Linked DNA regions of Zea mays: region 1 is linked to region 2. A link is a contact called in public Hi-C data. All regions are on one chromosome and are shown on one strand. The core of a region is the stretch at or near the end of the contact, and the rest is flanking DNA. Distances in the headings are between cores, read along the strand shown.

Region 1 (5,064 bases), core at 2,237-4,736, 250 kb after region 2:
CCAGGGCTCGGACTCGGGCTAAGACCCGGAAGACGGCGAACTCCGCTCCGCCCGACCCCAGGGCTCGGACTCGGGCTAAGACCCGGAAGACGGCGAACTCCGCTCCGCCCGACCCCAGGGCTCGGACTCGGGCTAAGACCCGGAAGACGGCGAACTCCGCTCCGCCCGACCCCAGGGCTCGGACTCGGGCTAACACCCGGAAGACGACGAAACTCCGCCTCGCCCGACCCCAGGGCTCGGACTCCGCCCTGGCCTCGGCCGAACGACTTCCGCCTCGCCCGACCCCATGGCTCGGGCTCGGCCTCGGCAACAGAAGACAGACTCGGCTTCGGAGGAGCCCCCACGTCACCCTGCCTAGGGCACAGACCCGCCACGTCAACAGGAAGCACCATCATCATCCTACCCCGAATCGACTCGGGTCACGGAGAACAAGACCGGCGTCCCATCCGGCCAGCTCCGCCGGATGGGCAATGATGGCGCCCCACAAACTCTATGACGACTGTGGCCCCCAGCTCTCTTACGGAAGCAGGACGACGTCAGCAGGGACTCGACCGCTCCAACAGCTGTCCCTCCGCCAGGCTCCGATGCACCTCCGACAGCCACGACATCACGCCAGCAAGGTGCCAAGATCTCTCCGGCTGCCACATTGGCATGTACCTAGGGCGCTAGCTCTCCCTCCGCTAGACACGTAGCACTCTGCTACACCCCCCATTGTACACCTGGATCCTCTCCTTACGACTATAAAAGGGAGGACCAGGGCCTTCTTAGAGGAGGTTGGCCGCGCGGGACCGAGGACGGGACAGGCGCTCTCTTGGGGCCGCTCGCTTCCCTCACCCGCGTGGACGCTTGTAACCCCCCTACTGCAAGCGCACCTGACCTGGGCGCGGGACGAACACGAAGGCCGCGGGACTTCCACCTCTCTCACGCTCGACTCCGGCCACCTCGCCTCTCCCCCCTTCGCGCTCGCCCACGCGCTCGACCCATCTGGGCTGGGGCACGCAGCACACTCACTCGTCGGCTTAGGGACCCCCCTGTCCCGAAACGCCGACAGTAAGAGAGCTGAGAGCCGCCGTCGTCACAGGGCATGCGAGGCGCCATCATTGCCTATCTGGCGGAGCTAGCCAGATGGGACACCGGTCTTGTTCTCTGCGGCCCGAGTCAGCTCGGGGTAGGGTGATGATGGCGCTTCCTGTTGACGTGGCTGGCCCGCGCCCGAGGTCGGGCGACGTGGAGGCTCCTCCGAAGCCGAGGTTGAGTCTGTCTTCTGTGGCCGAGGCCGAGTCCGAGCCCCTGGGTCGGGCGAGGCGGAGGTCGTTCGGCAGAGGCTAGGGCGGAGTCCGAGCCCTGGGGTCGGGCGAAGCGGAGTTCGTCGTCTTCTAGGGCTGAGCCCGAGTCCGAGCCCTGGGTTGGGCGGAGCGGAGTTCGTCGTCTTCCGGGACTTAGCCCGAGTCCGAGCCCTGGGTCGGGCGGAGCGGAGTTCGCTGTCTTCCGGGACTTAGCCCGAGTCCGAGCCCTGGGTCGGGCGGAGCGGAGTTCGCCGTCTTCTGGGACTTAGCCCGAGTCCGAGCCCTGGGTCGGGCGGAGCGGAGTTCGCCGTCTTCTGGGACTTTGCCCGAGTCCGAGCCCTGGGTCGGGCGGAGCGGAGTTTCCCGTGGAGTCTTTGGCAGGGCCTGACTGCCTGTCAGTCTCACTCTGTCGAGTGGCACTGCAGTCGGAGTGGCGCAAGCGGCGCTGTCTTTTTGTCAGGCCGGTCAGTGGAGCGGCGAAGTGACGACGGTCACATCGGCTCTGCCGGGGGGCGCGCGTCAGGATAAAGGTGTCAGGCCACCTTTGCGTTAAATGCTCCTGCGACTCGGTCGGTCGGTGCGGCGATTTAGTCAGGGTTGCTTCTTAGCGAAGGCAAGGCCTCGGGCGAGCCGGAGATGTGTCCGCCATTGGAGGGGGGCCTCGGGCGAGACGGAAATCCCTCGGGGTCGGCTGCCCTTGTCCGAGGCTAGGCTCGGGCGAGGTATGATCGAGTCGCTCGTATGGACTGATCCCTGACTTAATCGCACCCATCAGGCCTTTGCAGCTTTATGCTGATGGGGGTTACCAGCTGAGAATTAGGAGTCTTGAGGGTACCCCTAATTATGGTCTCCGACACCAATAGGCTATTTCATGATGAAATTAGTGAATTACTTACCTGCCATTGAGATAATGGCCATGTACAAGTGATGCGCTTTGAATAATTTAAACTGCACGAATGATTAATTCATCATACTTGTTTGACAAGTCTGATGATGACCCATCTAAACATTTAGTGAAAACCATCTGACCGTGATTCATATAGAATAAAAAATATTAATCAAAAGAAGAACGATAATTATTGAACTTTATCATACAAATGAAACTAAAATTGAAATTACATGTAATAACTAGAAAAACTGAGTTAGCATAATTTAAAAACACTTAAGAATCTAAATATTAGGAACTGTTTGAGGCTAAGGTTATTTTTTCCTAATATTATTTAGTAACTTACTAAATCTAAGGCTGTTTTTCTTAGTGTTGAAGAAAGTACAAATATGGGTGGAGAATGGTAGGAGATGGTCTCACTTATTTTAAATGTGAGATCAATGAGCACCCAAGACCTACTGCAACCCAATGATTAGGGATGCATTTGGATGTTTGGAGATCCGAATTATTCGTATTCGTATTCGGATAAAGTGATAATATGGATATTCGTATTTGTATTCGATTTTAATATGGATGTTAAATAGACATATCTGAATTCGTTTTTTCTCTATCCGATTTAAGATTCGTATTCGACAAAACCATGAAATATCCAATACTATTCGTATCTGAAAGGAAAAAATATTCAATAAAATCAATTTAAACTTACTTTTATTACTAATTACTAATAACAAGTGATTTTAAACATTAAATAATATACTAAAAACTGAAGTACACCATTTAAAATGTTAAAAATATTTATATCATAAACAAATGACTGTGTTAACCTTACATTATTAGTGATATACAATGATAAATTTTAATTAATATTAAAAAGTCTAATTTTGAATACATTAGATTATTGGAGTTCTAGAGTCTAAAATACAAATATACTTAATATACAAAAAGATTATATTTAGAGTATAAAATATAAATATACCAGGTATAAATAATTTATTTAAAAATACGATATTCAACTAAATAATGTATATGTAAAATTGTTCATAATTTACTTGTAATAAGTTTTTTATCAACTATAAATCCATCAATAAAATAAATTAATACTTGTTATGATGCTATGTTCCAAATCAAGTAAGTATCCAAATGTAAATTCGAATTCGAACTATCCATTTTGTATTCGTATCCGACATTATTCGTATTCGTATCCTATTCAAATTAAAATATAGTAAATAGTGACATTCGGATCCGTTTTCGGATACGAATCTATCCCTACCAATGATGGAGCGAGGCAGCCGGCTGGATCCCAATTCCCTCGGCAACACGACACATCACATCCCCGCTAACGCTAAGCCTCCTACATCTAGCTCGTTTTCGGCCATTCCACCGCACGTTGCCTTCCGCCCTTCCCTTCCAGCAGGCGCTGGGCAGGCTGCAGCTGCTTTTTACCGATGGACGCGACGGCGTCGGACCCCTCGTCGGGGCGCAGACGGCAGCTGCAGGGCCCCCGCCCGCCGCGGCTTGCCGTCAACGTGGAGTCCCTCAAGATCAAGAAGCCGGCCGTCACGCGACGACTGAAGACCACCGAGGTCATCGAAGTCCAGCTTGCCGACTTCAAGGCCGCCGTTCAGCGCCTGACAGGTCTTGGCGCCGCTGTCGCCGCAACCGACTACATGGACATGAAATACACAGGACCAGGACCGTCTATGGTGTCGTCACCACGGGTGGAGTTCAGTGACGGATCTACGGCGGGGTGCTCCAGCCCCCCTCCGTCTGAGAAGACAGTGGAGGAGGAAGGAAAAAAAAGAGGAAGGAGAGGAGAAGGAAGGAAGAGGAAGGAAGAAGAGGAGGAAGGAAGAGGAAGGAAGAGAAAAAAAGAGGAAGAAGAGAGAAAAAAGGAGTCCCCGCGGCCACGACTGTGGTTACTCTCGCCCACCACCACCGCTGTCTCAGCCTCCGCGAGGGCGAGGCTAGCGGCCACCGAGAGGGCGATCTGGCCGCTGTCTCTGCCCCGCCCTCCTACGGACTACGGAGAGGACGCGGACAGCTTGGCAGCCGTTCTTAGCCTGCCGGGACGGCCGGGGATCCTGTCGCCTGCGGCTCTGCCGCCGGCTGCGTTCTCTGGGCAGTTCTCGGCGCTGCCGTTTGACCCAAGCTGCCTCTCATGGCTCAAGGAGCTGACCCCCTTCCTGCCCTCTGCAAGCAGATGCGTAGAGGAGCTGGAATGCCTGTTCACGCTGAAACGAAGCACCCTGCTGCTTCCCGGAATGCCATGTCCGGCCACCGTCTCGACGTTTGAGTTGTTCAGAGATGTCCTAGAAATGTAAGTGACTCTACCCTCTTGATTTGATTACTGTGTATTTTACTTTATATAAACGATTCCTGTTTGGAGTTCTCGCTCCAAATATATTAGCACTGCTCTTAGTTCTTGTTGCCAATCACGCTTATTTTTACGCTCCATAATAAACCATAGAGCTTGATCTATTTGGTAGAGTTATTTTGTACTCTATAAAATTTGACTTTCTAGACCTTATTCGATTGCATGGAGATCGAAAAAGATTAAATTTCTTTTATTTAGTCTTAACTAGTAAGAAATTTAATTTCTTCTAATCACCTTCAGACCTAGTTTGAACACTCTTGGATTGGAGATGTTTGGAGGGATAGAAAGTAGTGTTTAAATTCCAATATATCAAAACCCCTCTCAATACATCTTAGTCTACTCGAAGTCCTTCATATTTAGAGTTTCCAAACTAGACCTTAGCTCTTATTCGGTTGCATAGGATCAAAGGGGATTTAAGGATCAATCCACCGGGAATGGTTATATGAGTGAAAATAAGCTCTATGCATGCAGTATAACGCTATAAGTGAAGTGAATCATAATTACCTATATTTTCAGCT
Region 2 (4,506 bases), core at 1,806-4,305:
AATAATACAGTAGCATTGGCAAGTGGCAACTACTCATATAGAAGGCCAAACGGGCGGCCCGGCACGAACCCGCCTCGGCACGGCCCATTTAACCTGACTAGTTAACTGGGTCGTGCTAGGCGTGCCCATGGGCCGCAACCGTGGCCTAGGCACGGCACGTCGGTCTGTTAAACGTGTCGGGCCGACCCGCTAGCACATTGGGCTATTGCATCTGAGCAGTGAAAATCGGTTGAAAATCGACAAAAAAGGGTGCGGCGAGGGGGCTCAAACCGTGGCGGCTTTGAGAAAGGGCTTATCTGTGCCCTCCTAACATGGAGGACTCAACTACACTTGTGCTTTGTGTAGAATTGATAATATATATGTGTGTATGCTAGTAATTTCAAATTCAAAAATATAATCGTGCAGTGCCCGTGCTGACCCTACGGGTCGAGATGGCGGCCCAGGCACGACACTATAGCCGTGCTGTGACAGGCACTAACACTATGCTAGCCGGACCGAGCCGTGCTTGAGTCGTGCTTTTTTGTGTCGTGCCTGGGCTGGCCCATCATGTTAGTGCCAATTGGCCATCTATAACTACTCATATCATCTCAAGTGCTCCTGGCCTTTCATTTCATCTACGGCAACCACTTCAATCTTATGTTGAAGTAATTGGTAATGCAGCTAAACTAGCATCTCAATTATGTGAAAAGAAGCTTAAATAAATAGCTTCCTAATTGATACATCAGATTATGCTGTTTAAATATGCATTGCATGTTATAGTTCACAATAATTCAATAATTCAAAAACAACATGATTGCCAATTACATGCCCTTTTCAATAGACCAAAGGTTCAATGTTACATAAGAAAAGAAAATATTTCTAAAGAACTGCAGTGTAGATATATTGTGTAATGCCATAATATGTAGGAAGTGCTAATATATATATTAAGTAATCTGTATATATGGAAGCACTGTAGATAACCTAAATACAAGAAGCAGACTATACCTAGAAAAGGCGAACCATAACAAATGCAATAACAGCAGGACTATGTTCTAGAGATAGTGTTGTTGCAATGATAAAATCAATGGTACGCACAAGAAAAATTGTATGCAAATAAACATGCTCATTTCCAAAATGCACATAAAATCTTTAAAAAGAGACAAGTGTAACAGGAGGAATTTGTTGATTCAACCAAATACAGATAAGCATGGTAAAAATATAATCATGGGCATATATTGCTAACAGTAATAATCTAACTCACTGAGATCATGCAAGGGACTACCAAGCACTCATTTTTTTGAAATAACTACCAAGCACTCATCAAAAATCAAATGGTTCAAATATCATATTTTATGAACACAAACACATTGGCACCATATAACTTTATACTTATAAAGAGAAACTGGGGGAAGATAAATCATCATACCCGAAAGAACCAGAATCCTTTTATGGATTAATTTCCGAGCTGTGCGTCGAATGCTCAAACTACTACGTAGATGCAAGGGTAATAATGCCAAATCTTCTGTCTGTCCCATAGGCATATACAGATCAAGAAAACTTTAGGATTACCATAGAATGGAGAAATTGACAGAAAAGAAAGCAATACGTATTAGTTTTTTTCTCGAATGACACAGGACAGTAATAAGTATTAGATTTATATATTACCTCCCAACACCAAAGGCTTGAATCCGACTCATCCTCCAGACCATTGACATCCATAGCAGAAATCCCATATGAAGATCTCCTACCAATGTTGAGTACTGAGGTGCGCACTGAAGACTCAGTGACACCATATTGCAGCTTCATCCTCTTGTAGATTCCATCTGTTAACTTGGCACAAGAAAGACTGCTCTCCTCCAGCAAGCATGCTATAATAGAGTCATTTGTGGTGCATGAAAGCTCCTCTGGGTTCAGCTGATGACCAGAAACCTCCTTGTAGTATTTATACAGTGCATCCATTTCTTGCTGCCATTCAGCAGATACAGATTTCTTGTCCACCACATCAAATTCAGCATAGGCACGTTTCCTCTTATCCTGCTTCTTGGTTGGCTCTGCTGCACCGGACGCACAATCCGGAGCTGATTCCTTCACCTTATCACCATCCATCAGAAAACCTTTAACAATGTAGATTAGGCGTCATGCAGATGCAGAAACCTTTGAAAGCTGACAAGTAGCAGCTACATGCCTACATTTGGCAAAAAAAAAATGTCATCTGGCCAGTTATCGTCCAGCAAAGATTTGACACCGAACAGATGAGAGGACAGCAAAATTACGTCATCTGGACAGTTATTGACGCTGAACAAATCCTACTAGATTCATATCGGGACCCTGATCGATTCACTAATTACGCTATGAAACCAGCACTAACAATTCAGTTCGCTTCACCAGAGCAATTATGAAACCTATTCTTTTTTCAGATATCAGGCTACTGACAAGTGATACCAATACTACCGACAAGAAACCCAACAACTGATACTTGTTCTTAGAAAACAATTGAAGAAGAGACCCATGATCCACGGGGTGAACTTTCTGAAAAGGGTTTTCGCGAAAATGCTTAAATTCGAGCACAGAACTACAGTACCAAGACATATCACCTTGCAGCGGCCAAGAAACGCGGGGAAACCGTTACGCGACTCTAACTCCGCTCGGTTCTCCAATTCAAGCATCCAAAAATGGAATTAATAAACTCCTCAAAAGAAGAAATAGCCGACACAATCCAAGCAGTTCGACGCACCAAACGCACCCCCCCCCCCCCCCCCCCCCCCCCACCCAAAAAAACACAAAAACTCGCTGCAAATCAGCCACCGCGTACCGGGAACGAGCCGACGGCACGAAAGCAGTTCGATGCTTGGGGTCGGATTCCCCGATGATAACTGCGATTTCCCCTTTCTCTTGCGGCACCTCGTGTCTCTCGACTCTCGTCGCTCCGGTTGAAAGGAAAGAGCGGAGCGGCCGGAGGTGGTGGCAATGTTTTCTTCCCGGGCGCGTGGAGATTCGTGTGGCCGAGGAACCGGACGGTGCAGATATGGTCCTAGAGCGGGGCGGGGAGCGGGCTCATGTCGGGATGTCTTCCCGCCAGACGAGAAGGGAACACAGCAGCAGTTTATCACAGGTCACACAAAATACTTTTTTTTTTCTATTTTGCACTATAAATTATGCTCGCAAGTTGAAGTTTAAATTTGGATATAAAAATAAGTAAACTGTCGAAGATAGCCTTACATCAACACAAATGGTTCATGGGCGAAAAATGAGTTGTTTGGGTCACGAAGGATTTACGTGTGATAGGATTTCTGCCGGCCACGTTCACGGTTAGAGCATCTTTAGCAGTGTCTTAAATCAATGTTTTATTTTAAAATACTATTATATAGCCTATGTTATCACTACGATCTTAAAGAGGGGTCGACGGTGATGATGACGCGAGTGAAGTGCTGACCGGCGACAATGGCACGAGTGAAGGGATGGGGAGCAGGGAGGGGACATTCGAATCGCGGGGGAAGGTAGGGGAGTGGTCAGCACCATGCGGGAGGGTTGGCAATGGCAGCGGCACGAGAGAGGGATCGGCGAGGAAGGGAGAGAGATGAGTGACGAGGGATGAGGGATGATCTAAGTAATATTGACCATCAGATCTGAGTAAGGGACAAGGGGTTAGCCAATGATCTGAACCGTTGGTTTTGATGGTCTGTTAAATCTGGGTGCAATTTGTTGGGTGGGATTTTATAAAGTTTAAACTGATTGATTATTGAGAGCACCTAGAGGGGGTGAATATGTGATCCTGTAAAACTTAAAACTTAACACCACAAACTTGATTAAGAGTTAGTATAATGAAATCAAGTGAGTAGAGAGTAGAACTCTTGTGAAGCACAACAGACACAATAAGGACAAACACAAGAGACACGAGGATTTATCCCGTGGTTCGGCCAAGTACAAAACTTGCCTACTCCACGTTGTGGCGTCCCAACGGACGAGAGTTGCACTCAACTCCTCTCAAGTGATCCAAAGATCAACTTGAATACCACAGTGTTTTTCTTTACTTTGCTCTTTTCCCGTTTGCGAGGAATATCCACAACTTGGAGTCTCTCGCCCTTACAATAAGTATCAATATGAAGCACAAGAGTAGGGGAGAGAAGCAACACACTCAAATCCACAGCAAATACGCACACACAAGACCAAGATTTGAGCTCAAGACAATATCTCGAGGTTCTCACTAGAACGGAGCTCAAATCACTAAGAATGTCGAACAAGTGCGCAAGAATGAAATGTGAGTGATCAACAATGCTCAAGGAATGCTTGGTGTACTCCTCCATGCGCCTAGGGGTCCCTTTTATAGCCCTAAGGCAGCTAGGAGCCGTTGAGAGCATTTCAAGAAGGCAATTCTTGCCTTCTGTCGCCTGGCGCACCGGACAGTCCGGTGCACCACCGGACACTGTCCGGTGCGGATTTCTTTCCTTATTTGGCGAAGCCGACCGTTGACGCTTTGGAGCCGTTGGCGCACCGGACAGTCCGGTGCCCCTTCTGACCGTTGGCTCT

The links. A called contact is a pair of places that touch in the nucleus more often than the background predicts.
Region 1: a contact with region 2 is called in a Hi-C map of tassel, with 4 times the contacts expected there. The contact joins the promoter of LOC103632191 here to the promoter of LOC103632188 in region 2. A contact is called at or near these places in 6 of 25 Hi-C or Micro-C datasets (bundle sheath, ear, leaf and 3 more).

Annotation. Positions count from the first base shown.
Region 1 is chr7:29,199,906-29,204,969 of Zm-B73-REFERENCE-NAM-5.0, forward strand. LOC103632191 reads left to right here and starts at 3,487. Exons shown (of 7, transcript XR_002263601.3): 1 at 3,487-4,489.
Region 2 is chr7:28,951,899-28,956,404 of Zm-B73-REFERENCE-NAM-5.0, forward strand. LOC103632188 (chromatin assembly factor 1 subunit FSM) reads right to left here and starts at 3,056. Exons shown (of 13, transcript XM_020541190.3): 1 at 2,792-3,056; 2 at 1,645-2,164; 3 at 1,406-1,505. The coding sequence starts at 2,085.